Regions from separate parts of the Mus musculus genome. Here all the other regions are linked to region 1. A link is a contact called in public HiChIP or PLAC-seq data. All regions are on one chromosome and are shown on one strand. The core of a region is the stretch at or near the end of the contact, and the rest is flanking DNA. Distances in the headings are between cores, read along the strand shown. Region 1 holds the start of Ola1 (Obg-like ATPase 1). Region 2 has its middle 58 kb from the start of Gm30069. Region 3 has its middle 16 kb from the start of Cdca7.

Region 1 (4,319 bases), core at 1,778-4,277:
TTGCTTGACCCTTTTCCTCCTTATTTTTTTTTCTTTAGAATAGCCTCCTGTTGAAAAAAAAAAAAGTGCCTAACATAGTCCTTAGCCCTGATTTTATGTTCCCCTTTAAGCAACCAACAGCATTTGTTATTATGGCTTGACTCCAACTTCCAGAAAGGAAAAGAATCTTGATTTCTTCAGCTTGGATTTGATATCCCAGGTCCGATATGTTCCGGCCAGAAAGTTCATGTGCTACAAACAGCAAGGCTTGAGGGCAGTGTATGTAAATATGGTGTTGCATATCTGTAATCCCAACACTCAGGTAGCCGAGGCAGGTAGACTATGAGTTTGAGGCCAGCCTGGTCTAAACAGTGAGACTATGTCTTTAAAAGAAAAGGGCTGGGAGGTGGCTTACTGGGTGAAGTATGCGATGTGCAAGGCTGAGGCTGAGGCTGATCCTCAGTACCCATATAAAAAGCCAGGTATGGAGGTTATGTGTTCATAATCCCTGTGGTGGGAATGTGGAGTCAGGAAGACCAGGGCTCACTGGTTAGCCAGCCCTGCCTGATGAGTGAGCCCCAGGTCCCAGTAAGATAGTCTGTCCAAAAAAAAAAAAAAGGTGGCTGACTCCTGACATTAGAGGCTAATCTTTGGCCTTCATAGACACATGTACACATACACACACCTACCTAAACATATACATAACATATACATATTTTTTAAAGGGAAGAATTTTCCCCCCTAAGTTTTGTTTTGATATAAATGGGTGTTATGTCTTGATGTCTGTGCACCATATGGCTGTCTGATGCCCTCAGAGGCTAGAAGAAGGCATTGGATTCTATGGGACCAGAGTTACAGTTTTGAGCTACCATGTGGGTGCTGGGAATCAAACCTGGGTCCACTGAGCCATTACACCCCAAAATGGGCCATGGTGATTCTAGTACTATAGCCCCATGCCCTTACCTGTGGTTTTACTTTCCATGGTTTTATTATATCATGCCCAATTGCAACATTAGAGTATTAGACGGAAAATTCCAGAAATAACTAATTGCCACGGGTTTTTTTTTGTTTGTTTGTTTTTTGTTTTTTGTGGTTTTTCGAGACAGGGTTTCTCTGTATAGCCCTGGCTGTCCTGGAACTCACTTTGTAGACCTGGCTGTCCTTGAACTGAGAAATCCGAATGCCTCTGCCTCTCGAGTGCTGGGATTAAAGGTGTGCACCACCACGCCCGGCTTAATTGCCAAGTTTTAAATCATGTCATTCTGAAGAAAATTATACAATCTTGTGTTGTCTTATTCTATCCTGCCTTGCACGTAACTCATTTATCTTGTTGCCTAGCACCGCCACACTCCAAACACCCCTCACCTGTGACTCATGAAGGATCCACCTAGTTTTGCCCAGTGAAACAGAAGATGTCAGCTAGAGGCTTCTGAGACACACTGCCTGTTTTTCCTAGGGGTCCACTAGATGACATGTTTCCTCCTCTTCTACTCCTGACATTTTAGTAGTGTCTAGAGCTGCAGTTGGCTTTTGGTTGTTAGCTAGGGGATGAGAGCAGAGGAAGGCACAGCTACATAATAAAGCCATGATATGTGTGTGTGTGTGTGTGTGGGGGGGGATCAGAGTAATTGAAAATAGCGTTATTTTTTAATGTCTCAGACCTCTGTGCTGTTCATGTGCGTTAGCTCGATGGCGGTTACAAGCTGTGTACTGCTTATCCCTGGGGTCTATTTTACACATACAATGATGACAAGGATACTAGGCTGAGTGTGTAGTGCATTAGTAACTGTAGAAAGTAAGGACTTACGTGACTGCTTTGACAGTAACAATCTTTAACCAATAGCAAAACTAAAGACAAAGACCCTGTCTTTAAAATGTATCAAAAGAGCTCTAAGGCTTTCCTAAGATCACTCTCACGGGGTGACAGAAAAACCTTAATGCAATTTTATTACAAACAGTGGCTCAGCTGCTGCTTGTCAGTCACACCATTCAAAAAGTTTCTGACAGAAAGTGAAGAGTTCTAGATCTGTGAGATGGCTCAGTATGGAGAGGTGCTTGCTGCTAAGCCTTACGAATCTGAGTTTCATTCTCAGAACCTGCAAAGTACGAGAGAACTGACTCCAAGCTGTTCTTTGACCTCACCAGAACTGTTGTATACAAGAGCGAATCCACACAAGCACACATACAATAGGCAATAAACATAATTAAAAAAAAAAACTCAGATTTTTGCAGAGAGATCAGGGTTTGACATGTGTCTTCTGTCACTAGTTTAGTTGTGAAACTTTACCTGATACTTTTCTGATACTATTCTGTCATCTGCAAATTGGGGATTAGCAACCAATTCACACTCTTTTCTTTTATTTGCAACTGGTATGTTTGAAAAAAAATTATAATTTCTGGACATTCACTGTAACAAATACTTGAAAGTCATTGGAGAAAACCTAATAAACACCTTTTTGTCCCAGTGGAGCTCATAGTGTAGTTAGAAGGTGACTTTATACATATTATTTGATTTAATCCTACCAATAGCCTTATGAGATGGATCGCAGTAGTCTCATTTTAGAACCAGGAAGAAATCATGTTTCCTTCTCATAGTTCTTAACCTCGCAGAGGAAAGGGATGTATGTGCGGCGACGAGGAAGAAGATGGTGACTCTTTAAATGTTTTATGCACTTCTGTGGCTGTTAAGTGCGTCTTGGATCCGAAATTTTCCTTGGTCCATTTTTCCCTTGAAGAAAGTTTAATGGCTTCTCATCGTTAACCCATCTGAAAGAAGTTACTGGAAAGGGGAGAAGGGCGGCTCCGTGCAGGTAGCAAAGGCTGATCTGGGCACGATCAGTCAGGGACAAGATAGATCCCAGACGAAGCAGGAGCCCGGAACCGGAGCAGTGGAGCTGAAAGAAACCTGGAGGCTCGGTGGAAGCCCACGTGTAGAGAGACGCAGAAACCCGGTGCTGCTGAGCGCCCTCCTCCTCGTAGGCCCCGCCCATCCGGGCCCGGGCATCCGGGCCAATGGGCGTGACCCTGTGGGGGCGTGGCCTGCGCACAGGTGCCGCCCCGGCCCGCCCGTTCCGTCGCCTCTGCCGTCGTGCGTGCGGCTCGGCGGAGGGCCGGGCTTGCGCTCTCTCCGCCTTCTTCCCCACCTCCGGCTGCCGGCGACACCGGTCTTTGCAGTCCGGGACCCCGTGCGATCGTTAGCCCGGTGCACGGTGAGTCCCCGAAGGAGCCCGTGGGCTCCCGGGCCAGTGGTTCCGAGGCTGGCGCTAGGCCGGAGACCGGCCGCCGGGACGGGCTGAGGGCAGCGGACAGCTTGGGGCATGTGGATGAATGAGGCGCCCTCGGACTAGGCCGCGCGGCCACGAGATTGGCTCTCGCCGCAGTCTGGGGGAAAGTCTTGCCTCAGGGCGGGACGCCAATGCCGGGTCAGGAGGGGAAGGGTGGTGTGCGGAGGTCCTGCTTGGCTGGACTGCGGGGGCACCCCTTGTAGGTCACCCCTTGTAGGCTCCAGGACTGGACGGGCTCTCCCCATGCAGCTGTTCATTGGAGGCCCGGAACAGGTGTCAGGATCCCCAAAATGGGAGATCCTTGGCCTCCCGGTCTGGGATTACAGGTTGGAGTATCACTTCTGGAGCAGGCGGAGTGGGGAGAAGGAGGGAGGAGCAGCGTGGCTCTAGGAGGTCCAACCAGCCAGAAGGCAGGGACAGTTTTAGTTTCCAGGTTCTAAGACGCGCAAGGTTGCAGTTCCTCGTAGGTTCCTGTTGCAGTGTTAAAAGTGAGATCAATTTTGCACAGTGGACCTTGGAGCCAGGACAAGAAAAGACAGAAAGTTTGGACTTGTCAATCAAAAGGTATTTGAAATAGGGCTGTATATAGCCTACTGGTAGAGCGCTTGCTTTTAGCATACATGAAAGCTCTAGGTTGGATCTTGAAAAGGAACGACAAGGTGAGTGCCTTCAAAGTATCCAGTGTAGAGTGTGGGTTTCAAAAACTGTTTAATAAGGACTGACGGTAAGCTTACCTACAGTGTCAAAGGCAAAAAGGTCTGGCTTCGAAGGACCTCCAGGCCTAGTAGTGACCATCAGTGTGGTGAACGCTGAGTTGTGGAGAGAGGCGGGTTCCAAGCGGTGGAGGAATGATTGGCGAGAGGTGACATGGTTGCTGGTGTTTCTGTAATGGGCTTCCTTAGACTTGTGTCTCTTCTCCTTCCAAATGCTTTCCTTCAAATACTATGACAGGTTAAGAAGGCGGTTGTCGGCAGCCAGCACGGAGGATTGGAACTAAGTTTTAAGTTTATCTTTGATTCCCGCTGCTGCAGTGTTTCTGGGACTACTCAGAAGTGA
Region 2 (4,539 bases), core at 572-3,071, 660 kb after region 1:
AGCCTCTGCCCCCCCCCCCGCCCCCCGCCACTCCCTCCCCCACACACACACACTCTCCCTTCTTCCTGACCTCCAAACTGCAGAGTCTCTGCATTGGAACTCAGCTTAGTCACAGAACCTGTCTGTCACTCTTCACACCTGATGAGAGACATTGAGCTCCCAAAACACCCTCTGCGCAGAAGCCCACTACAATTTTTGCAACATGTCAGAATTTCCCTCTAGTATTGGCAAGCAGGGAGACCTTCAAAGAAAACCTGGATCACCGACCCCTGCAGCCTCTCCATAGAACACACGCTCTGGGTTGTTCAGTCCCTTGGATTCAGCATGGCCAACTTTGGCTCTAAATTCCCTTTAAAACAAACAAACAAGCAAACAAACTTGCATTCATTTGCATGCTGGCCCATCTCTCTCACTTAAGTGCAAGTGGTCCGGGGCCACACCCCATTTATCTCTGAACTGCCCATCCTTTTCCATTTTGTAGCAATGTCTACCCCCGGTAACTATTATGGGTTGGATTGTGTTCCTCTAAAATACTGTACTGAAATCCCGAACTTTATATCTCAATCTTTGACTGTGTTTAAAGACAAGGCTTGTATAGAGTTTTGCATTTTAGAAGAAGTTACTAGGCAATTGTTACAAAGGACCCTAACCCAATATGTTCATAAGAAGGAGGTTGGGAGTTGGAGACAGCCTAGCAAATAGCAAGAAGATCGTGAGAAGGCAGAGGTGAGGGAGGTATTCCAATCCACTAAGAAACAGCCAAGAGTATCAGCAGTCGTAAGGTGCTAAGAGAGAGGCACAGACACACATTCCTCTCACGATCCCCAGAAGGAGCCAACTCTACCAATGGCTATTAGTGTCCATGTAACTCCAGAACAATGAGGCAATAAATGTCGAATGTACAAGCCACTGAGTTATGTCACCTTGCTACATACAACAGCCTTAGTAAACTGATAGAGTAGTTTAATTTGCCCAGTAAATTATTTAGTCAGAAAGGTCTAGAAGAGAAGAGCTTATGGTCTCCTTGAAGGCGAGACCTTGCCCGCTGTGTTACCCTGTATGAAACCTGATATACTGTGCAGTATTGGACCTAGCCTCCTTATTCGCTTTAACAATCCAGATTGGCTTTGCAAGGCACAACTGTAAGCCAGCTGTTTGCAAAGAAGGGGGTGGGTAAGCTGTAAAAACCTCAGAGGAAGGCTCTGGTTGGCTGTTACTGGTTTGAGGAATTTTGAGTGGCGAGTTACAGCCAATCTAAGAAGTATTCCCCTTAGTTCATGAGGGCTCTCCTAAAGGCCTGCATCCCATTTGTGCTCCTTTCTCCCTGACCTCAGTTTCCCTATGTATAAAACAGGCTGCTGCTAGCTTAGTCATCCCCAGAGAGACTTTGAGAGTCTCACATAACTTACGTATCTAATTACTTCAGTGCTAATGTTTTTCCATAAATACATCATGAGCAAAATTCTACATAATGCCGGATCTGCCAGCGCCGTCCCAGTGTGCAGTAGAAGCGTAAACACTTTTCTTTCTTTGAGGAAGTTCTTTATGAGCATTAAATGAGCAGATGATTTGTTGAAAAAGAACAGCAAATCAGAAACACACACACAGAGAGAGAGACTGCTCGAACGATGATTGTTCTTGAATGCTGCTCCAAATCTCTGTCTTCTCCCCACTCCTCATTCCTCTGACAAACAGCTAAGTCCCCAGCATGTCTGCAGGAGCGAGACCTTCATTTTCCTACCCGTTCCTTCCACTTACCCTTAGTGCCTCTGTCATTGCAGCCAGCTCAGGGAGCCCCCAATCTCCTTGGCTTGCTTTCTCCATTACTTCCACAGCTGGAAATTCTGCCCTGGCTGGCCCAAGCCCAGCAGCTCCCACCCTGGCTCCCTCCCTCTGGGCTTAGTGATTCATCCATCACCCAGGCTCTTCAAATCTCACCTTAAAAGCTTCCCACCCCCTAAGTTTTATCTTGCTGTCAGCTCTCAATGCAAAATGTTTTGGGACACTTTGTATTAAGTGTGTTATTGGCACTAATGGTACGCACGAATCAATTGTATTAAATCTTCATGACTTCAGGTAATTGGTCTGGGAAAATGACATTCTCAATTTCCCCGTAGGATTTTGAATTTGTCTCTGTGTTCTTTCTCTTCCCACCCCCCACCCCCAGCCCCTTGGTGCTGTTTTGAACAAACAACAAAAATTACATAAACTGTCGAATCTCCTTTGCCTCCATTTTCCCTCCTGCACCTTCTCATTGTGTGAATTGGCATCGTCTCCCAATGCAGTCCCGTTTACTTCTGGGCCCACGGTATAATTTAACTTTCCGCAACATAAAATAAGTCAGCAGCGATTTTTTTTTTGACTTGTTCTGACAATATCCAAAGTTGTCTCTCACTGTTTTTATTTAAAGGTACTAGACACAAACCTGGCTGTTCTCACCACCGGCCTCTGGGAGGGCTACAGCTGAGACAAGCCGCTGTCAGGAACAAGTGAATAAAACTAACAAGACCATTGAGCTGGCCAACAGATTAGTAAAAGGTCTGGAGGTGAGGTCCGACAGGGCAGACTAATGAAGCAGCCTGCAGAAAGCCTTTCTTTGTCAGACACTACTGATCTGGCAATAACAGCAGCACTTAGCCAAGAGCCTGATGAGCTGAAAAAAAATTATGTCATTATCATTCACTTTTTTTCATGTTAGAAACCTGGTTTTGACCTTTATATTTTCTCCCATTTTACCATGCTGTGGCCTGTATTAACTGTAAGATTACCTAGTGGCTAGCACATTCAAGAAAATCCTCCACAAAAGGGAATGCTCACTCTCGCCTGAGTATTATTGACAAATAAAGTTGATGCAATGGGGGGGGGGGGGAGAAGTCGAGGACTTTATTTGGAACAATTAGACAATGCTAATGTGGAACTGTAGGTTGGTTTGCGGCAAAGCATGGTGCAATTTGTCTGACTTAGTTAAGGAATATGATAATGCCCTAATTATCTGTCTAAGATGTGCCCTGGATATTACAGAGGAGACAAAGAATAAAAAATGGCAAACCATGAATTATCCGAAATAATCCGTGTTGTTAAAGGTTGGCTCCTAAGAAAGTCTGGTCACTGGCAGTTCCTATCTGCCATTCATCTATTGTTAATTTAATCTTTTGTGTGTACTCAAAAAAAAAATTTTTTTTTTTTTTTTTTTTGCCCAGGGCTAACATTTGTTGGGAGAATGTCTCTCCCCGGTCCCCTGCAGTTGTTGCAGGCATGTGTTTTTACAAACAGCCCCTCTTGGTTGCTTTGCCTTTTTTTCTTTTTTTTTTTTTTTTTTTTTGGTAACTGGACTTGCAGTGGGCCAAGAAAGCATCAACCCACTGCTAATTAAACCGATTAATCAGACTGGATATTGTTAGAGTATAAATGGATGTGTGCTTGTTTAGTGCCATGTGAAGTAAAAACCAAACAGATTTATCGGCTAAGAAGAAAAAGTCTGTCTTGGATGAAAGCCGGGAAACCTAATGAATTGAAATGTGTCCACCAGGGTAGATATATTTCTTCTTACTGCTAGTCGCTGGTGCCTCTCAAAGCAGTGGAAGTAAATTACTATCTTAACCTGATAAGCCTGTCACTTTTATCAAATCCGTTTGCCAGCTTCCAAATAGACCAGGAGGAAACAGCAGAGGGACAGCAGTGGGCTTCATTCTTTCAAGAGAGTAGAGTAGAGATGCCTTGCCCAAGCCTGGCTGTCTTTCATTAGCTAAAAGGAACTCCTAAGGTGAAAGACCCAAACCAAATAACTTGTAAGAACTTCTCCAGAGCCAGCACACCCTAAGCCCAGAGAGGGTGGGGTTCTCCCAACCGTCCCCATGGTTCCTGCCTTTCTGGCAGATTGAACCGGTCGTAATGGAAACCAGTCTCTGAGGACTCTGAAGGGAGGCCATCTCTCCTTGATAGTTTTGGACCTAGAACACTGTCTCCTTTGCCACCCAGGTTCTGGTTGGGTGAGAACCCATGCTGTTCTTAGTAAGCCACCTGCAAGTACCTCCACCCCACCCCTTGGAAATGCGTAGTCTCTGTCTTTACTAAAATACATGTGCTGTTTATTCTGAGAAATTTCATAGCAAATGGAAGTGTCAAAAAGACCGTGTAGCACACGCTGCTACACTTTCTTGGCGACAGGACCCAGCCATCTCAGTGTCACAGAGCATTGCCATCTCGGCTGCTCTGGGGAATTGAGCAATTAAGGCTGATTTCCTGTGAGGATGTCTTTCTTAACTTGTTTATTCCTTGTACTTAAAAATATTTTGATACGTTACCCTTCTGAAGACATGGTTTGCTTTAAAATGTCTCTGTGCCCTCTTTTGCCTCTGTCCACTTTTCTCTCCTTCTTCTTGGCCTTCTCTTCACAAACATTCTGTCCTTTGTGTCTCGTGGTTTTCTGGGCATTGAACCAGGGCCTTATCCAGGCTAACCGTTCTCCCACTGAGGCCAAGCCTTGCCTCATCCTTTTCAGTATCCCCGCCTTCTGTTCTCTCTCTTCTTTCTTATTTC
Region 3 (4,751 bases), core at 1,177-3,676, 720 kb after region 1:
AAAGTTAAAAATATTACTAAAAAACAGTGTTAATTGAATTATATGAAATTCCTGGTATTTGATCATGTTGTTGTACATAAATAGCAATTCTACATGATTGAACCTAGGTTAAGGATTTGCAACCTCACTAGATGTAGGAGTCTACATGAATGAAAGAGATGAAAACATGGAATCCATACAGAAGATCTGGAACATAGGAAAGAGAGAATAAAACCACACACACACACACATACACACACATAAGTAACAACAAAATTGAGGGAAGTAAGTTATATTTAATAATAGAAAATTTTCCCTAGAAAAGTAGGACTTGGTTTTGGTTTTGGTTTTTCAAAACAAGGTTTCTCTGTGCAGCTCTGGATATCCTGGAACTAACTCACTCCCCAAACTCGCATAGATCCACCTGCTTCCCAGTGCTGGGATAAAAGGCAGGTACCATTATGCCTGGCCGGAATAGGATAATTTTAACTGAAGAGTGTTGGTCAGAATAAACAGGGGAGGGGGCCAGCAAAGCAAAAGCCACCAAGATGCTTCATTGTGAAGTTTCAGTACTCAGAAAAATCAAATCTCAAAAGCATCAAGAGAAAAATACATGCTGACACCAGAAGCATCTTTCTTTAGCCACCCAGAATAGATTCTGGGTGCCGAAGAACGCAAGCAGGAAAACCAAGAGAAACAATTCTACTTCAAATCCTCATTCCATCCAAGCTACTAATCAGGTTTGTAAACAAAATAATTTCCAATGCATGCAAGGATGTCTCTCCTACTCTTTCTGGGGGAAACTGCCGGAGGAAGTCTTCAGTAAAACGAGAGAGGAAACCAGCAGAAGGGAAATGAACATTAGAGAACGATGGCTATTAGTTACCTTTCCTGTGGCTATCACAAAAGACCCTAACAACAGCAGCTTAAGGAAGCTCACAGTCCCGGGTAGTTCACAGCAGGGAGAGGATGGCCGCAGGAAACTGAGGCACCTGGTCAGCCATCCTGATCAGTGTTTGCGCATGCCCAGCAGCGGAACGTCTCCTCCGTGACGCTAGATCTTATCAGGTTGACAAAGAATACTAACCATTACGTCACCCCGGCAAGACAAGTGTGCAGCACAAAACGGGGACAAGTGTGCCTTCTCGAGAAGAGGATTCCAGGCAAAGTGGAATGACCGAGAAGCGATACACAGATGAGAGACCTGGACTGAATGGCAAGAGGGTAAAGTGTTAGGAGGGAAAGGTGAACTGTAAACCTGGGAGAAGAGCTGAAGTTTCTAAGAAGGGAGAAGAAAACTTTAATTCACAAGTCTCTGGTGTAGCTCAGTGAGAAAACACCTGCCTAGCTTATAAGAAACAGCGGGTTTGTTCCCAACTATCACACACATAAAGAGTGATACAGCTTTGAATAATCACTGTACTGTTCAAATAGAAAACTGAGCCAGTGAGATGGGTAAAGGCACTTGCCATAAAACCTGACAACTCGACTTCAAACCTAAGGACCCGTGCGTAGGAGAGAACCAGTTCCCACAAGTTGTCCTGTGGTCTCCCCACCCATTCCTGTATACATACATCTGTGTAGGTAAAGCAGAAATAATATATTTACAGTTACACTTAAATGTATACAGGCACTCAAACATAAAATAATATGATTAAATCATTTTTGTCTTAAATAGAGAATACCATCCATGGTGATACTCTCCTTTGAGGCTAAAGGCTGAGATGCCTAACTGAAGGAAAGCCAATGTAATTATGTCGCTTAATACAGTAGTAAACGTTATCTTCAGCCCAAGAAGCCAAACTCGAACTGTAGCAATTGGCGAGTGGTAGGCTTATGGGTGACTTCAATTATGAAGTCCCATTTTCCTATAATAAGGAATTAAGAGACATTTATAGCCTTCAAAATAAATGGAACAAAAAAATAAAATAAAAAATTTAAAATGTAACTTGCATATGAAGCGAGGCTTATGTCCTAATTGGGTTTCTGTTATGAACATTGTATGCATACAGTGAACTTACATATATATAGGGAAACACTCATACATAAAATTTAAACATCTTTGAAATAACGTCTTTGTTTCTTTTTGGTTTGATTTTGTTTTTTGAGACAGGGGTTCTCTGTGTAGTCCCGGCTGTCCTGGAACTTGCTCTGTAGACCAAGCTGGACTTGAACTCAGAGATCTGCTTGCCTCCGTTTCCAGAGTGCTGGGATTAAAGGCATGCGCCAGCACACCAGGCCAAGAACATCATTTAAGCAGAAGTAGGAAACGTGATGCGTTCTACAGCACCCGTAAGCCTGAGAAACAGGGCAGACACTAGGTGATAGACTTCTGGAAAGCAGGAATTTAACTGTGGAACTGCTTCCGGTGGATTAGCTGATGAGCCTGCGGCAGGGCATTTTCTGATTGGCTGGTGAGCACGTCTGCAGGGCAAGTTCTGGTTAATGACTGATGTGGGAGGGCCCAGCCCTCGGTGGCAGTGACACACACCCCTAGCAGGTATTCCTGTATTGGACAGGAAAGTGAGTTGTACAAGCCCCTGGGGCAAACCAGTAAGCTTGTCTCCCCTCCTTGGTTCCTGGCTTTATTTTCCTCAATGTTGGACTGTAATGGAGCAGGACATGTAAACAAAATAAACCCTTTCTGCCCCAAGGTCCTTTTAATCATGATGCTTACCCCAGCAACAGAAACCCAAGCGGAACACAACAGAATATGCATGTCAAACATCCAGAACTGGCAAGTCTAGAAAGCAGATGGGCTCAGGAGCTTGGAGAGGGAGGACGGAGGTGGGGTGGGCCGAGGGAGGCAGGGAAGGGGTTAGTCTTTAGAGTGAGAGACTTGTGGGAGTGAGGTAAGGATGGTCTGCAGTTACAGCCAGAGCGGTTACACGGTTACACGTACAGCACCCTGAACACACTGGAAGCCAACAAATTCTACATTTTGAAATGGTAAATTTTATTTCAAGTTTTTTTTTGTTGTTGTTGTTGTTGTTGTTGTTTTTGTTTTTTTAACTTAAGAAAAACAGAGTAGCAAAATGGTAGACACAAACCAGAGACCCAGTAACCTTGACGCTAGTTAGATGGCTTCTGAAGCCTGGTTCTATGTAAAAAACAAAACTAAATTGCCACAGAAACCTTGCTCTCCGGGGTAGCTCTCCAACTGGTCCTCTCATTGCGCCTGCTGAAATCAATTAATAGGGTTCTTGGTGTCTGCCCTAATCATCATGCAGGCAAAGGAAATTTAGTTAATATCTTTTTCTCCCTCCCTAACACTGAAAAATAAGATAAATAGATCTATCTTCCTAATTTCACTTAGTCATTTCATTCAGTAGCATCTGTTTATCGTGATTTACAAGAATTTGGCTGGCAATGAGATTTGCTGAAAGCATTTGCATAAAGGAATTTTATTTACATATTTTCCTCCTTAAGCGCCACAATACTTAAAATGGTCCTGTCTGGGGAGCCCAGGAAAGAACCAGAGACAGTCAGTCATTACTACTCGAAAGCCATACTGGATGGAGGAGGAAGAAGAGGAGGAGGAGGAGAAGGAGGAGGAGGAGGAGGAGGAGGAGGAGGAGGAGGAGGAGGAGGAGGAGGAGGAGAATGAAAAGAAGAAGAAGAAGAAGAAGAAGAAGAAGAAGAGGAAGAGGAAGAGGAAGAGGAAGAGGAAGAAGAGGAAGAAGAGGAAGAAGAGGAAGAAGAGGAAGAAGAGGAAGAAGAGGAAGAAGGAGAAGAAAGAATTACAGCTACTCAGCTTGAAAGATGAACTTGAGGCCTATTAAAATATGGGCAACCAAACAAAAACAAGAAAGCAGAAATATGAATTTCTGTCATTGTAAGCAATCAGGGAAAGGGGACTTGACTTGTTTATCACAAACTCATACATAAGTCTTCTAGGTGGGTGAGGAAAGCATTCTCCATGTTGTATTTCTCTAGAACTTACTATTTAATTACATGGTCATACACTGAAGCATTACAGGAGTCTACAATTTTCTGTAGTGTGTGTGTGTGTGTGTGTGTGTGTGTGTGTGTGTGTATGTGTGAATGTATGCCACAACACATGTATGGAGGTTCAGAGGACAACTTGGAGGGGTCTTTCTACCATGTGGGTTCCAGGACTCAAAATCAGGTTGTCAGCTTTGGTGGTAAGCACCTTTATTACCTGAGCCTTCTTCCCAGCCTCCAATAATATTCTTTGAGTAATAGAAATTACACTCATCTCATCTATATAGTTAAATGAGGAAGGTACAGTGAGAGAAAGACAGGGTGAGTACTACATGCTACTATGTACCTGGTAGGCAAGAGGCTACAGAAACACAGATCTAGGCAGGCACAGCAGTGAACACCTCTAACCCCAGGAAGGAGCAGAAGGAGCAGGAGTTTAAGACCAACCTGGTTTTGAAAAGCAAAGCCAAGCAAACAACTATACCAAACATAGTAGCTGACTCACTACTTCTAGGAAACAACAAAATTAAATTATTTTCTGTCACAATATTATTTATTTCAGTATTCTGAAAATATCATGTAGCAATGTCAGCTATTAATATATTTAAGTGCTAATGTAGACACAGATGCATGAATACTTACATACTTGCTATGATAAAACATCCTGACAAAGACCACTTAGAGGAGAAAGGGTTTATTTTAGCTCACAGTCCCAGGTTACAGTCCACTACGGAGGAGTAGATCCTTTACAGAACAACATGTGCTCTTAGCCGCTGAGCCCTCTCTACAGCCCCGCCCCCTACAAAGTGAAGGTTCTTCAAGATGAG

Evidence for each region. HiChIP or PLAC-seq counts read pairs in DNA pulled down with a chosen protein or histone mark.
Region 2: an H3K4me3 HiChIP or PLAC-seq map of embryonic basal ganglia shows a contact between it and region 1, with 5 times the contacts expected there. The contact joins the enhancer-like site here to the promoter of Ola1 in region 1. A contact is called at or near these places in 3 of 39 promoter capture datasets (cranial neural crest, hippocampal neurons and liver), 8 of 115 datasets of contacts at active chromatin or transcription factors (bone marrow-derived macrophages, embryonic basal ganglia, embryonic forebrain and 4 more) and 3 of 9 other capture datasets (adipose tissue, liver and pancreatic islet).
Region 3: a contact with region 1 is called in an H3K27ac HiChIP or PLAC-seq map of differentiating embryonic stem cells, with 4 times the contacts expected there. The contact joins the enhancer-like site here to the promoter of Ola1 in region 1. A contact is called at or near these places in 14 of 39 promoter capture datasets (the 3T3-L1 cell line, 3T3-L1-derived adipocytes, the C10 cell line and 9 more), 3 of 484 Hi-C or Micro-C datasets (the HPC-7 cell line, bone marrow-derived macrophages and embryonic stem cells), 15 of 115 datasets of contacts at active chromatin or transcription factors (bone marrow-derived macrophages, craniofacial prominence, differentiating embryonic stem cells and 11 more) and 4 of 9 other capture datasets (adipose tissue, embryonic stem cells, liver and 1 more).

What each region holds. Positions count from the first base shown.
Region 1 is chr2:73,213,155-73,217,473 of GRCm38.p6, reverse strand. It overlaps Ola1 (Obg-like ATPase 1), which reads left to right and starts at 3,027. Exons shown (of 11, transcript NM_025942.2): 1 at 3,027-3,188.
Region 2 is chr2:72,554,648-72,559,186 of GRCm38.p6, reverse strand. No RefSeq gene overlaps it. Among named protein-coding and RNA genes, the nearest start is that of Gm30069, 58 kb to the left of the region's middle. Within about 2 kb of position 1,821, at least 23 of the 459 cell types and tissues checked have an H3K27ac peak or open chromatin away from gene starts, as enhancers often do. A contact at or near this core is called in embryonic limb bud, where this site is marked.
Region 3 is chr2:72,489,521-72,494,271 of GRCm38.p6, reverse strand. No RefSeq gene overlaps it. Among named protein-coding and RNA genes, the nearest start is that of Cdca7, 16 kb to the right of the region's middle. Within about 2 kb of position 2,426, at least 18 of the 459 cell types and tissues checked have an H3K27ac peak or open chromatin away from gene starts, as enhancers often do. A contact at or near this core is called in differentiating embryonic stem cells and trophoblast stem cells, where this site is marked.